2 separate regions of the Ovis aries genome follow, and region 2 is linked to region 1. A link is a contact called in public Hi-C data. All regions are on one chromosome and are shown on one strand. The core of a region is the stretch at or near the end of the contact, and the rest is flanking DNA. Distances in the headings are between cores, read along the strand shown.

Region 1 (7,889 bases), core at 1,536-4,035:
CAGAGTGAAGACCGTGGTGCAAAAGAGGATATAGTGCTTGTGGTAGAGCGGCAGCACGGTGGAGCAGCTGGGCAGCGTGCTGATGCAGTTCCAGCCCATGATGGGCAGGCCCCCCAGGACGAGGGAGATGACCCAGCAGGCACTGATGAGCAGGAAGGAGCGGAACCGGTTGCTCCCATTGTGGAGCTTCATCTTCAGCATAGTGATGTAGCGCTCAATGGCGATGGCCAGGAGGCTGAACACGGAGGCCGAGAGGGCCACAAACATACTCCCTTCCCGCAGAAACCACTGGGCGGGGGTTAGCTTGTAGGTGGTGGCCCCAGACAAGAGCAGGTTGGCTGTGTAGGCCACTCCCGCCAACAGGTCTGAGAGGGCCAGGTTGCCGATAAAATAGTACATGGGTCGGTGGAACTTCTTGGTTTTCCAGATGGTCAGCAAAACAAAGATGTTCTCTAGGATGATAAAGCAGCAGATAAGAATGAACACCACTGAGATCAGTTTAATGCCATTGTCCTTGTCCGCGCTGATCTTCAGCTTTCCCGTGTAGTTATAATGCCGGACAATGATGTCGTAGTTGACATAGTCGGAGACAGGGCTGTGCAGGGCCTTGACCAGGGGGATGCGGGTGGACCCCATGATGCGCACGGTCCCGACACCCGGGGCGGCGCTTCTGCAGATGAACGCTAGAGGGCGAAGCGGAGCGAGCCTTCACAGGCAGCCGGGGTGGTTCAAGGAGAGAGATCCAGGCTTTTTTTGTGAAGGTTTTCTTAAGCTGGAGAGGGCCTCGGAAACCACAGCCTTAAACAAATCACAAAGAGCAGAGAGTCAGGGAAAAAGCCACAGCACATTGGCATAATTCATTCTAGCGAAGGCATTGCTCCAATTTTCTTGTTGATTTGTTTTAAGGAAACTTGGGGAGAGCGCAGGGGGGAAGGATTTAAAAAAAAAAAAAAAACATCAAACTCTCATTTCTTGGGGGGAAAAAGGAAGAAGGGTGAGAGAGAGAAAGAAAGGGAAAAAAGAAAAATTACCCAAGATGAAAACTCCGACTCGACGACAAGACGAAAACGTCCCCTATGGTTACATATACCCAAATGGAAATGGGAAAACTGGAGGTGTGAGCCCCATTTAATTCCACTCCTACGTCCTCAACACACACACACACACACACACACACACCCCTCCGCCTCTCCCAACGCTGTCCCCACCTCCACCAGATTTCCAGCTCCAGTTGAAAAACTAAAGCCTTCACCAGCTTCGCGGCGGGCTCACCACTAGCTCCTAGTCACACCTTCGAAGAGACCAAACCACCAATGTGAGACGCACACCTCTGTGCTCGGCACTACCCAGCTAAAACCACCTCCTAATTGCCATGCAAGAAGTTAGATTTGCGCGAAAATCATTTGACAGCGTAAGTCACTTTTTAGGCTCTATTAATAATCTCTAGGAGCAGGTGTGCTTAGGGTCCGAAGGCGCAGCACAGTGTGGGCAGCCAAGCCCGCCCTGGCCTTGCGGTAAACAGGAAAGCTTTAGCGCCTCCGTGAAGCAACTGCCTTTTCATTCTTCTTCTTCTTCTTTTTTTTTTTTTTTTCCGCGCAAGTCAGTGCAAGAAACTATAAAAGTACTCAGTAAAAATCATTCATAAGCTATTGCAATAAATCCCAGAAGTTTCGTACACCCATTGATTGCAAAAGTATTTTTTAGTTACTGTGGATATAGCCCAAACACGCATACAAAAAAGAGAAATTAAATTACAAACGCTAAAAATACACGCCACTGCATTTCAAATTTCGAATGCAAAATTACTCTCCAGAAACTCATACAAACAGAAGTCTGGAGGTTCCTTGCTAAGCCAGTTTTATTTACTGCCCTCCCTCAATACGTTGCCTCGTCTCAGAGAACTACGAAGTGTGGAGGGGATGAAACACGGCACGTGTGGGCAGAAGTCTACCCGTAAGTTGTTTAAATGTTTCAGGGTAACACTCAGGGTAGCAAATGCGATAAAAGTGGAATTCTCCAGACTACAGCAATTCCCGGGACAGCAGAGGCTGCTCGGCGCCCAGTAGCTCCGCGTTTCCCCCCACCTAATTCCACACTCGCTCGCTCGCAGGGCAAGTTTAAGCCCTTACCTCATCTCCCGCAGTCTTTGTCTATAGGATTTTCCAAAATAAGCGCCTTCCCTCCCACTCCGCAGACCCACCGCAACTTCCTCTATCCCCCAACCCCAGAGGGTTCTACAAAGAGGACTTAACCCTTTTCCAAACTTTTTAGTGAGCCCAGAACAATCCGATCCGGTTGGGCGCCTGAGTAGCCCAGAGATGCTTGTTCTCAGCACCCAGAGATGGATGGTTTAAAAGTGTTGCTTTGCTTCTCTCCGGTTTGAAAATTTTGTTTCTGCCTCGGAAGACCTCCGGTCGCGATGCTCCCCTGCTCGCCCGGGTCCGCGCCTGCCCAGCGCTCACTCCCTACCTGGCTCAGGCGGGACGCAGCTGCGTTCGCGGAGCTCCGGGTCTGCACTGAGCGCTCGGCATCTTGCTGCTGCCCGGGACTGACGGCGTCGAGCTCTCAATTTACTCGAGTCGGGGTCCCCTCCCTCCGCAGCCGCACACTCCAATGGCCAACGCTCTTGCCGTGGCCGGGCAGACCGGTCAGCTGAAGTCGCCGAGCGCCCCGCTGAGGCTGAGCGGCTTCTCTAGGAAGGGATGAGGAGGAGTGAGTGCCTCAAACCCCCGTGCCCCTCCGCTCGCGCCTGGGGGCCGCCGGATCTGTGCAGCTGAGACTCACTGTCCAGGAAAGATCTGCAGCAGAAACACACAGACAAAAAAGAGCCCCTCCTCCCCAAGGGAACCAAAAAAAGAAGGGGGAAAAAAAAAAGAAAGAAAGAAAGGGGGCGGAGCCTGGTGCCCCCTGGACTCAATGTATAAATCACGGTCCTCGCCCTGCTATCCGCCGCTCCCTGGCGGTGGAGACAGCTCTCCCCAGCCTTAGAAAAGAAAGGAGGGGAAGCGCTTTTGGAAACTTTTCTCAAGAAGAGTCTTGGGAGACAGAGGACGGCCTGGGCAATCTAGTGCGCCTTTCTGGTCCCCTTAACCCCGCAGCCCGTGGGGGATCGGAGTCCGAAGATTGTGGCCGGGCGCTCCGGGCCGCCACCCCACCACGACCCCAGGCGCTTCTGCGGAGGCAGGGGGAAACCAGCTCCGCGACCCCGCGAGTCCCGGTCGTGTTCCTGGGGACGGGGTGCTGGGAAGGGGCTGCCAGAAGGATGGAGGAGAAATGCTGCCCGGGTAGAAGAATGGCCTGGGAGGTTCCACCGCTTCAGCTCACCTCCCTCCCTCACCCTCATCCTTCTGCTGCCTCGAAACTTGCGGTCTGAGGGGGCAGAAAGTGGCTTTCGCGGGGCGCACAGTGAAATGGGCCAGCTGGGGGCGAGGTGTTGTGCGGGGGTTCCCCTCACTCAACTGGGCGCAAAATCAGGCCTTGTGTCCCAGATTCTAGCCAGTGGTGAGGTCTGTGAGGAGGTGGGCAGCTGCCGGGGCCCGCGAGTTTAAATAGCTTGGGCAGCTCAGGAGTTTCCAAAGAGAAAGGGCTGCCCGGCACGGACCAGCCTAGGACCGGCAGCCTGGGGCCGGAGCCCTTGTCTGTCTTTCTACGTCTTTCTACTTCGGAGGCCCAGCCTCAGTGCTCACAACTCGCCCACTGTTTCCTTTCGCTTGCATGCTGCTTCAGAATGTGAGACTGAGAGTCGGCCTTGGTCAGCTCCGCCTAAGTGGTAAACTGAGGGCCCTTCTGCCCTGCCCTTCTGCTTGAGGCTTTGCAAGACGGTTTCCACCCGATCTCTGGTCTCACTGGCTTCCCATCCAGGCAGATGTCAACGCAAAACTTCTCCGTTGTGAAGTTTCAATTAACACAGTACAGGCACACCCTGTACCTGAATGACTCAGAAGGAGGCTGAATGAATAAACAACAACTCCTGGCTTCTGGGATCTTATGACTTTGCAAAGGAAAAAAAAAAAAAAAAATCAAATGACAGTTAGAATACAGTTTCCCCAAAAGCTCTCATCAACAGCCTTGAGCCCAGCACACACCCTCAAATTCAACAACAGTAAATTCGTAAGACATAGAAACCAAGATAAAGGTCCTCTAGAATAAACTCTGATTGGGCTTGAGGATGTATTTCTCTTAAAGGGATGATATATTGTGTCTGCTCAGCACAACATAATATGTGGACTTGGCAAACTTCACCCCATCCACTAATTTATGAGTTCTTTAAAGGGAAAAGAACTAAATAGTACACCCAGTATCAGGCACGTGGTAGATTATCTAATTTAACACTACTGCTCTGTGAAGCAAATGTTGGTCATTTTGTTGATGAAGGAAATGTCACGGTTTAAACCACTGTATTTTCCAGCTAACGAGTTGCTGGGCTAGGTTTGAAAACTCAAATACTACAGATGCCATGTCAAACGCCTTCAGTAAACAGTTAAGGGGTTCTGTATGCATACAACTGTCTGATAATGAAAGTCCTTTAAAACCGCTTATTAACTATCAAGCTTCACACATATTAACACATTTTATCCTTACCTTACTTTTACTTACCATGATCCTACACAAGTTAGGTACTATGTTTTTTTTGTTTGGGTTTGGGTTTGTTTGTTTTGTTGGGGGAGGGGTGGCGAGGTGGCTGTGCCATGCTGCATGTGGGATCTTAATTCCCAACCAGGGATGGAACTCACGCCCCCTGCATTGGAAGCGCTGTCTTAACCACTGGACCATAGGAAAGTTCTAGATTAGGTGCTATTAAAATCCTAATTTTACATGCAAGGAAACTGAGTCCCAAACAAATTAAGCAACTTGGTTAGCGTGGGCGTTGACCATAGACAAGCTGCTGATTTCTTAACCGCTACTCCAAACCACCACAATAAACCTCAACCATGTCAAAGAATTATGTGGGGGAAGTCAGTCCTTTTTTCGTGAATACTGTTGGAGGACGACATTCAATGCTGATTCAATATTTAGAAGAGCTCAAATACTTTGCAGATGATTACTTAGCAATATTCATCCTTAGTGCACAGCTATGAGATATAAAATGTAGGTGAGCACTCAGGTAAAATTAGAAAGCGGTCACAGTGATTTGCAACAACGGCTTCCCTGCCAGTTTGGTTCCCACATTTGTCTCTTCCCATCACTCTTATAAGAGACCCCAAGAACTGTACCCTCAAGCTATCTCCTGGCTGTTAGCCCAGCTCCCTTTCAACTGTTGCCTGGAAGATAAGCCCAGTGTTCCTACCTTCTTCCCCACACACTGAGCTTACCATCTGATGCCCATCACATTGAGGTGGATCCATTCCAGACTTCTTATTTCAAAGCAGCTTTACTGTTCTTTATGCATGCTTTGGGAGAGCTGGGTTCAGTCCCTGGGTTGGGAAGATCCCCTGGAGTAAGGCAAGGCAGTCCACTCCAGTATTCTTGCCTGGAGAATCCCCATAGACAGAGGAGCATGGTGGGCTACAGTCCATGGGGTTGAAAAGAGTCAGATATGACTGAGCGACTAACCACATGCATGCTTTAATGTCTCTCTTTAAGGGCTGCCAGATAAAATGTCATGCAATATTTGAGACATATACTGAAATAATTATGTCGTTTTAATCTGCAATTCAGATTTCACTGAGTGAGTGGTATATTTATTTGCTGAATCTGGCAACCCTACTCTCTTTCCTAAAGTCTTCAGTCATTTTCCAACTTCACTCTGCCCCCTAGTCTCCTGCAAAGATCCAACCCTTTCCTTGTTCATTTGGTCGTAGGAGAATAACTGAACTCTTACTTCATGGAGAAAAAGAGTATCAGACTTACAAACTCCAGTTTAATAACAATTTCACCCACACTTAATAACACTTAATAACAATTTCACCCACAACTCTACTCCTGCCTATACCATCATGCTGCTTTCCCCTAATTTTCTAAGGTACAATCCTGCATAGGCCACCAGCACGTGTGTATTTAGTTGTGTGCAACTCTTTTTGGTCCCATGGATTATAGTCTGCCAGGCTCCTATGTCCATGGACTTTACCAGGCAAGAATACTGGAGTGTGTTGCCATTTTGTACTCGAAGGGATCTTCCCAACCCAGGGATTGAACCCGCATCTCTCATGTCTCCTGCATTGAAAGGCAGATTCTTTACCAATGATGCCACCTGGGAAGCCCAACTATCTAAACTTGGATAAATTATTCCTTCTCGCTTCTGTACTTTCAATTATTGCCCCCTGATGACTCTTCACTTTCAACTTACCTTAATATTCATGTGTTTCCTCTACTCAGAACTTACTGTCTTCCCTTCATACTGGTCCCAGCATCTTTCTCTTCTGTTTGCCAACATTCAGAACTATGTAATGGAATATAACTGAGCTTTGGAACCAGACAGACTTGGGTTCAGCTTTAATTCTGCCAGTTCTGCTGTGTGACTTTGGGCAAATTCCTTTAACTTCCTGGAGCCTTAGTTTCCTCATCTCTAAAATGGTATAATGGTATTTCTTTCAGGAGTGTGAGGGTTAAAGAGCTTCATGTGTGTAAAGAGTATTACAGTAAATGCTTCACCCTCCCACCACCTCTATCTCTATAAGATTTATTGCTTTTATTACCTCACTTTCCATCTTTCCATTCATTTTCCTTTTTGATTATAAAACAAAATTATTTTAATAAAATTAATACATGCACATGTTTAAAAAAATTTTTAGAAAACTCACAGGGAAGAGCATTAGTCCTCCTCCATGACCCTCTAATCTTTCCAACCACTTTAGAACCTTATTGATCTTTCTTCTAGTGGCTATATGAGCTCTCTAAGTCCACTATTTTATACCTCTACTTCTTGATTATCAATTTTATACAGTATCTATAGGTTTTCTGCTATGTTGAAAGAGTATGAATTTACTTACCCTTGAGAAATGTGCTTGTGCTATAAGCTTTCTAAATTCTTGCATGCCTGCAATTTTAAAAATTCTACTTTTACACTTGACTAATATTTTGGCTGAATACAGAACAAGAGAGTGTAAGTAATTTTCCCTGATAATTTTGAAGGCATTTTCCCCTTATCTTTTAATTTCTAGTACTACTGGTAAAACATTTAAATCTATTCTGATCAAAACCTCATTTAGTCTTCTTTGGTTGTTTTTAGAATTTTCTCTTTCTCCATCATGTTCCAGAATTATACAACAGAATTATAATTTGATTTTCCAAGTGTTTTCCTCGGAAGTCATCTGAAATTATTTTTTGGATAACTTTATTTTCTCTATTCTCTCTTTCTAGAACTTCCACTCTTCAGATTATGGCCCATTTGGACTGATCTTTTAGTTTCCTCATATTTAAACTTCAAAAAAAAAAAATAAACTTCAGTACTTTGGCCTGATGCGAAGAGTCAGCTCATTGAAAAAGACCCTGATGCTGAGAAAGAATGAGGGAAGGAGGAGAAGGGGGCAACAGAGGATAAGATGGTTGGATGGCATCACTGACTCAATGGACATGAGTTTGAGCAAACTCCAGCCAATAGTGAAGGAGAGGGAAGCCTGGAGTGCTGCAGTCCATGGGGTTGCAAAGAGTCGGACACGACTAAGTGACTAAACAACAATATTTTCTATTTTTTTACATGTTTGCCTTGTTTTCTAATTTCTGGGAATTTTCTCAACTTAATCATTTAACTCTTCAGTTAACATTTCCCTTGCTTTTATCAGGCCTTTAATTCTAAATGCTTTTTCTTTTATGAGCATTTCAGTTTTATATAACCCTGTGCTGTTGATGGCATTTTTCCTATTATCTTTATTTTTCATTTTCCTGTTTGTTTTGGTCTCAGCCCTTTGTGTCAGAGGCTTTTCCCACTGTCAGATAATCTCTGGCTATCT
Region 2 (7,889 bases), core at 2,779-5,278, 55 kb before region 1:
GGGAACTCCACCCCTCTGCCTGAGGAAATTAACAGATCCCCTCCCCGAAGCAGGGCTTCCTTTGCAGCTCAGCTGGTAAAGAACCAGCCTGCCAATGCAGGAGGCCAGGGTTTGATTCCTGGGTTGGGAAGATCCTCTGGAGGAGGGCATGGCAACCCACTCTAGCATTCTTGCCTGGAGAATTCCATGGATAGAGAAGCCTGGCAGGCCACAGTTCATAGGATCGCAAAGAGTGGGACACAATAGAGCGACTCAACACAGATGGCAGCTCCCTGAGGTCAGCCATTCCAGGAGATATTTGCAAGGTCCTTGCTTCTTCAACTCCTCCCCCTCTCTGTCCTATAAAAGAACCTGGTATCTAGACCCCTGAGAAGATGGGTTACTTTGAGACTTTAGTCTGCTGTCTCCTCAGTCAGCTGGCATTCTGAGTAGTCACATTCCCTGCCTTAACACCTTGTCTCTCAGGTTAATAGGCCGGTCAAGGGACGAGCTGACTGAGCTTGGCCTCGGTGACAAGAGCACTCGGGCAAAGTCTTCTGTAGCCGAATCTAAGCAAGGGATTTTATATGGCCAGGAGACTGATAAGTATCAAAAAACAGCAGTCAGGGCAGTGGCAGTGCTATAGAAAGAGGAGAAAGTGAAGTGTCTCCTACTTTACAGTTTATGGGAACTTGAGTGGAATTTGTGTCCTACTCTTGCGTGAAAATTGTATAAATCTTAATCACATTGAATTGGTGATTTTCAGGTCTATATATATATCCTACTTTTCTATATATTCATTCTATTAATCTTTAAGAGCTGCATACAGACAGTCCAACTAAAAATCTTAATTTATTTTTAAAAACATTATAATATACAGTGGAACTATATGTAACATTGCCCTGTATTTTCCAAGACTCCTGTAAATGTGTTATCATACTTTTGTAATTTAAAAAAAAGACGGAAAAAGGACATCAGGAAAAAAACTAATAAAATCTATAAAATATGGAGTGTACTTAATTTAAAGAAAAAAAAAGAGGAGAGGAAGGGAAGGAATTCAAGAAGGAGTCTGGCCATTTGCCCAGAGCACCCACCTGCTGGAGGAGGAAGGAGCGGAATCACTGGCCTTCACAGGCCGTCCACAGCTCTGCTGTCACCTGGCTGCCTCTGGAAGCACCTCCAGCAAGGGTCCCCAGTTTCCGGGATCTGATGCCTGATGGTCTGAGGTAGAGCTGATGCAATAGTCATAGAAATAAAGTGCACAGTAAATGGAAAGCACTTGGATTATCCCCAAACCTCCCAATACCTCACCAGTCTGTGGAAAAATTGTCTTCCACTAAACCAGTCTCTCGGAGAAGGCAGTGGCACCCCACTCCAATACTCTTGCCTGAAAAGTCCCATAAACGGAGGAGCCTGGAAAGCTGTGGTCCATGGGGTCGCTGAGGGTCAGACACGACCGAGCAACTTCACTTACACGCGTTGGAGAAGGAAATGGCAGCCCACTCTAGTATTCTTGCCTGGAGAACCCCAGGGACGGGGGAGCCTGGTGGGCTGCCGTCTATGGGGTCACACAGAGTCAGACACGACTAAAGTGACTTAGCAGCAGCAGCAAACCGGTCTCTGGTGCCAAGAAGGTTAGGGACTGCTATCCTAGATAGGGAGCTTTTCAAATATACCAGACTGTAGGCCCCACACACTGCAGATTAAATCAGAATCCCTGCAGGTAGACCCTGACTGTGGGCACGAAGCAAGCGCCCAGGTGATTCTCACACGCAATAAGGACTGAGGGCCATTCTCTAAGGAGAATCTGATTCTACGTGAAGGAGGAAGAGACTTTATCATGGTGGATCTATGGAATGAGGAGTTCATCTCCAGTTACCTTAACCTTGGCAAGATTTCCGCTCTGACTGGTCCTCCCTCGGCTCTGCCCTCCTCAATCCTTCAGATTGTTTTTACTGCTGGTGATAGTCCCAGAGTCTGAGTAGCATCTTTGCTCTGCTCCCCCCATGCCTTGCTAACTGTGAATCACCACTGTGGTCACAGCAGTCAAACATCCTTAGAACTGAAAACACCGAACCAGGCACTTTCCTAGAGGTCTCTTTCCTCTTGTCTCTCAGAGGCCTGACACCAAGAGCAAGTTCAAGTGATTTCTTGGTCTCTGCACAGCTACAAGTCTATGAATCATTCATTTCATAGCAAATAAAAAATACAGGTTCAAAGCGTCATGAAATGCCCTAGTGAAAAAGAAGATGTATGGATAAGCTAGCTAAATATTTTATGGATAGATAGTCTCAGTTTCAGGAAATATAAGTGAAATTTTGTATGAAAGTCCAACATATAAAATAGATAAGCAACACCAAGGAACAGTGTGAATGCTGTATTACTATTTGTGTTAGTGAAAGAAAGGGAGTGAAGAACCTTCCTGGAGATCCAGTGGTTAAGACTCCACGATTACAATTCAGGAGTCATGGTTCCATCCCTAGTCTAAGATTCCTGAACTAAGATCCTGCATTCTGTGCAGTGCAGCCAGAATAAAAAGAAGAAAAATAATAAAAATGGAAAAGAAAGAAGGAGATGAGACAACAAGGGCAGGGGTGGGTCATCTTTAGAAAGATAGATAAGAAATAGTGACCTTGGTTTCCTACAACATGGGGAATAGGGACAGAGTAGTAAGGAGACTTTTGCCTCCATATTCTTTTGTACCTCTTGGATTTTGAATAATGTCCTTGGATCACCTATTTTTTAAAAAAAATTTTTAATAGTGGAGCTGTTCTAGTTGGAACAGGCAGGATCTCACCTTGCCCTCTCTTCCACTCACTCTAACCAACGCCTCCCCAAATGAATACCCTTCAGGGCTTTCAAACCCCTGAAACTCCTCCAAGCATGCCCCCCACCCCAACCCCCACCGCGGGATTCTGTTAAGAGAACTGCTGAACCTTTTCAAGCCCAGTGGCTCAAAGCCAGGCAACTACCAAATATACATAAATCTCTTGATTCTTTCTTCAGTGTTTTTTTCAGGAGTCCTCAAATATAATCCCTTCAACAGAGCAGATGATACATTTGTTGAACTTCTACAGCTATGCCTAAGAGATACCATGCACACATCAGTGGCAGAGAAAACTTACTGACCAGACACCAAATAAATAATCACAAGCCTCATTATCACAGTATTGATTATATGGCAATAACAACCCTCACCATGAGTGAAAGCTTACACTATTAAAGGATTATGAGCTTATCTGGATATTTTTTAGCATGAGTCACAGGACAAACATCTGGAAGAAGAAAGCAAACCTGTTGCTTTTTGTCGGTGCTGGCACAGCCCCAGTGGCCACTAGGTGGCAGTAGTGTCCTAACAACAGTGAAACCACAGCCTAGCACTTGGTAAGTGAAACCCTGAGCATCCCACAATTGACCCACCTGGCTACACACAGCTTTGAAGAACAGACAGAATTATTAGTACAAATAATTCCCCTGTCTCTTGATGGGTTATGTCCTCTATCGCAGTAGCCAGGAACGCTTTCGCTTACATCAGAAAGCAGGCTCAAATCAACTGCCCGTGGGTGGAATCTGGTCAGCAGAGATGTGTTTGCCTAGAGCAGTGTTTGCTTTTGTTATTGTGTTTTAATCCAAAATGCCTTTAGGTGGAGCAGCCCTTCCCAGAACACTCACCATTCTCTGTCTTATTCGGGGCTTATCCATGCATTTGCATGGTCTCTAAAGGCAGGAGATTAAGATCCCTGCTTGCTCCTGCTCAAATGCTTAGCCCTGTTCAAACCTTTGCGACCCCCTGCACTGTAGCCCGCCAGGATCCTCTGTTCATGGGATTCTCCAGGCAAGAATACTGGAGTGGGCTGCCATGTCCTTCTCAGTGGATCTTCCCGCCCAGGGATCACACCTGGCTCTCCTACGTCTCCTGCACTGGAGGGCAGATTCTTTACTGCTGAGCTCCTGGGGAAGTCCTTGGGCTTTCCCACCTCCAGCTGGCTTTTCTCGAGTCATTCCTCCGCACCGACTCCTCCCTCCGCGGCATGTGCACTGTTTTGCAATCCTTCTCATTCTTGAGGGCCCAGATTCATTGTCACCTCTTCCTTCCTCAGTCCAGCAGACAGAAGCGTATTTCCCCCTCTGACCTCCCAAGACTCACACACTCTATACTACTTAGTTCGAGCTTATTTTCTGCTCCATTAGTTTTCATGTCTCTGCTATTTGTAAATTCTCTGAAGGAAGCAAAGAGGTCTGTTACTTAGTGAGTGTGTGTGGGTGTGTAACGGTACCCTGTACAATGCCCTACCCAGCTTTTGATTTCTTCCAACTCAAAAACTATGCTTCCTTAATGAAGACTAATAGGAGATAGGGTGGTTTAAAAAAAAGCCTTTTTGAGAATATCATGAAAGAAATATTTTTTGCTGTCTTCTTTTTATTCATTTTTGGCTAAGCTCGGTCTCCATTGTGTTTTTTGTGTTTTTTTGTTTGTTTGTTTGTTTGTTTGTTGTTTTGCAAAAGCTCTCTCTAGTTGTGGTGAACGGGGGCCACTCTTCATTGCAGCGCATGGGGTTCTTAGTGCGGTGGCTTCTCTCGTCACGGAGCACAGGCTTAGACTTGGGCTCAGTAGTTGTGGTACTTGGTCTTGGTTGCTCCATGACATGTGGAATCTTCCCAGACCAGGGATCAAACTGGTGTCCCCTACATTGACAGGCAGATTCTTGTCTACCATGCCACTAGGGAAGTCCAGAAATATATGAAAAATTAAAGCTGAGCTAAAACTTCATTGTCTCCTCCAGGTACTAAGGGGATGTATCATGGAATTCTTCATAACCTCAAGACTCAGACAACCTGGATACACATATTTGCCTCAGCCTGAACAAGCTGGGTAACCCTGAGTGAGTTACTTCACCTGCTAATAATAATGATAGCACCTGCTTCAGAATATTTGTTTTTATTAATATTTTACTTAAAGACATTTGCTCCGGAAGAAAATCTATGATAACCCTAGATAGCATATTAAAAAGCAGAGACATTACCGACAAAGGTCTGTCTAGGCAAAGCTATGGTTTTTCCAGTAGCCATGTATGTATGTGAGAGTTGGACCATAAAGAAAGCTGAGCTGGTGCTTTTGAACTGTGGTGTTGGAGAAGATTCTCAAGAGTCCCTTGGACTGCAAGGAGATCCAACCAGTCAATCCTAAAGGAAATCAGTCCTGAATATTCATTGAAAAGACTGATGCTGAAGCTGAAGCTCCAATACTTTGGCCACCTGATGCAAAGAACTGACTCATTGGAAAAGACTCTGATGCTGGGGAAGATTGAAGACAAGAAGGAGGGGACAACAGAGGATGAGACGGTTGAATGGCATCCCTGACTCGATAGACACGAGTTTGAGCAAACTCCAGGAGTTGGTGATGGACAGAGAAGCCTGTAGTGCTGCTGTCTGTGGGGTTGCAAAGAGTCAGACATGACTGAGCGACTGAATTGAACTTGAAATGACTTTAAAAAATGGAAAAAATTGTAGAAAGATTCTCTATACCCAGCTTCCTGGTGGTAGCTAACTACATCTTACATAAATGTGGTTCAGTTATCAAAACTAGGAAACTGACATTGGTATTATACAACAGCATTAACTAAAGCTACAGCTTCATTTGTATTTCACCAGTTCCCCCACTATTTTCGATATTCTGGCCCAGGATCCAATCTAGAATTTCACATTGCAACTAGGTACCATGTCTTCTTCATCACCTCCAATCCAAGATGCTTCTGGAAAGTCCAGGGCAGTTATTCACAACATGTGTCTCACGTTTTCTCATAAGTAAATGGAAAGGATGCACTTTCAGGCAAGGATATGATATTGTGTCCTCAGTACATCATATGTGGGAATATATGGTGTTGTTCTATTATTACTGGGGAGGTTAACTTCTATTACTTGAATAAAGTAGTGTTGGGGGGGATGTCTCCACTGTAAAGTTACTATTTTTCCCTTTTTGTAATTAAAAAAAAAATTGGGGTAGATACTTTGAGACCCTGCCAATATCTCATTTCTGACCATACTTTCACCCACTAATTATGTGACTGTCAACAGCTCTTACCTGCAATGATTATTACTGTGGTGTTTGCTCAACAGCTGTCTTCTGTTTTCCATATTCCTTCTACATGCATTAACTGAAATTCTACTGTAAGGAAGAACTGCTCCTCCTCCCTCACTTTTGTCTTCCTCTTTTTACTATGTATTTATTTGGCTGCCAAGTCTTAGTTGCAGCACAAAGTAAGTAAAGCTTAGTTGTGTCCAACTTTTTTCGATCCCATGGACTGGAGTCTACCAGGCTTCTCTGTCTATGGGATTTTCCAGGCAAGAGTACTGGAGTAGGTTGCCATTTCCTTCTCCAGGGGATCTTCCTGATCCAGGGATCGAACCAAGGTCTCCTGCATTGCAGGCAGATGCTTTACCCTCTGAGCCACCAGGTTGTAGCACAAGGCATCTTTTAATTGTGGCAGGTAGGATCTAGATCCCTGAGCATCCCCTGCATTGGGAATGTGGAATCTTAACCACTGGACCACCAGGTAAGTCCCCCTTACTTATTTCTTTGAAGGGCTTTCATGAGGATGAAATGAAATAGAACATTTACAACAGTGCCTGGCACATGGTAAAGGCTCAGTGTGAGCCATTTCTCATGTTATTGATGAGACAATATGAAAGTTTTCTGATTAATATAGATATTTTCTGGTTTGGAAAATAAGTACTTCTGAAATGTTTAGGGATGTTTCAAAATAGCGTGCCATAATAATTTGCTAGAATGCCATAGTAACTTAAACAACAGAAGTTAATCTTCTCAATTCTGGAAGCTGGAAGTCCAAGACCAAGGTGACAACTGATTCGGTTTCTTCTGAGGCATCTCTCTTTGATTTGCAGATGGACTTCCCTCCATGTGCTGACCTTTGGTGTCTCTTCCTGTGTCCAAATTTCCTCTTAGAAGAACACTAATCAGATTGGATTAAGACCAACCCTAAGAGCCTCATCTTAACTTAATCACACCTTGAAAGACCCTATCTGCAAATATAGTCGCAGTCTGAGGTGCTGAAGTTAGTTTCAGTATAAATTTTGTGGAGAAACACAATTCAGCACAGAATATCTACCTACAGGAGACACAGGTTCAATCCCTGGGTCGGAAAGATCCCTTGGAGGAGGGCATGGCTACCCACTCCAGTAATCTTGCTGGGGTAATCCCATGGACAGAGGAGCCTGATAGGGGGTCACAAAGAGTCAGACACAATTGATCAACTGAGCTCGAGCACAGGGAAAGCTCAAGATAACTGGGGAGATAAGTTTGATTGCGGGTGTGGAGTCATTGTGTATTTAAGAGACATTTTAGCAGGGATCCCAACCTCCTGCCTTCAAAAAACTATCATGAAAAGATCATCGTACATGTGAGGGTGCTTTCAGAGTTGAAGAGCACTGCACAGATATAAAACAATAGTGTGAAAATCATTGCAATTCTTTGCAACCATTTCTGCATTCATATACAAGTTGCTTAAGCATTCCCTTACGAGGTCATCAGCACCATTCATTGGACCGTTGTTTTGTGGCTGTCAGAGAGCTCTGGAAGGTGATCTTCAATCCAGCTGCTGCTGCTAAGTTGTGTCAGACTCTGTGTGACCCCATAGATGGCAGCCCACCAGACTCCCCTGTCCCTGGGATTCTCCAGGCAAGAACACTGGAGTGGGTTGCCATTTCCTTCTCCATCAACCCAGCTGCTCTCTGCCTTATCTCATTGATAAGAGATACACATTCTCATTGATTGGACCCACAATCAGTCTGTTTTGCAGGATTTTTGTCTTCCTGAGGTTTGGGGCTGGGGCTTCGAGCAGCTCTCTTTAGTCAATGCCAGCTATCTTGACAGTGGCCCAGGGCATCTCCCT

What was found. A called contact is a pair of places that touch in the nucleus more often than the background predicts.
Region 2: a contact with region 1 is called in a Hi-C map of liver, with 4 times the contacts expected there. The contact joins the enhancer-like site here to the promoter of S1PR1 in region 1. A contact is called at or near these places in 7 of 16 Hi-C or Micro-C datasets (blood, hypothalamus, liver and 3 more).

Annotation. Positions count from the first base shown.
Region 1 is chr1:78,582,074-78,589,962 of ARS-UI_Ramb_v3.0, reverse strand. It overlaps S1PR1 (sphingosine-1-phosphate receptor 1), which reads right to left and starts at 2,785. Exons shown (of 2, transcript XM_004002241.6): 1 at 2,470-2,785; 2 at 1-798. The coding sequence starts at 636.
Region 2 is chr1:78,638,535-78,646,423 of ARS-UI_Ramb_v3.0, reverse strand. No RefSeq gene overlaps it. Among named protein-coding and RNA genes, the nearest start is that of TRNAW-CCA, 20 kb to the right of the region's middle. Within about 2 kb of position 4,028, at least 16 of the 54 cell types and tissues checked have an H3K27ac peak or open chromatin away from gene starts, as enhancers often do. A contact at or near this core is called in liver, where this site is marked.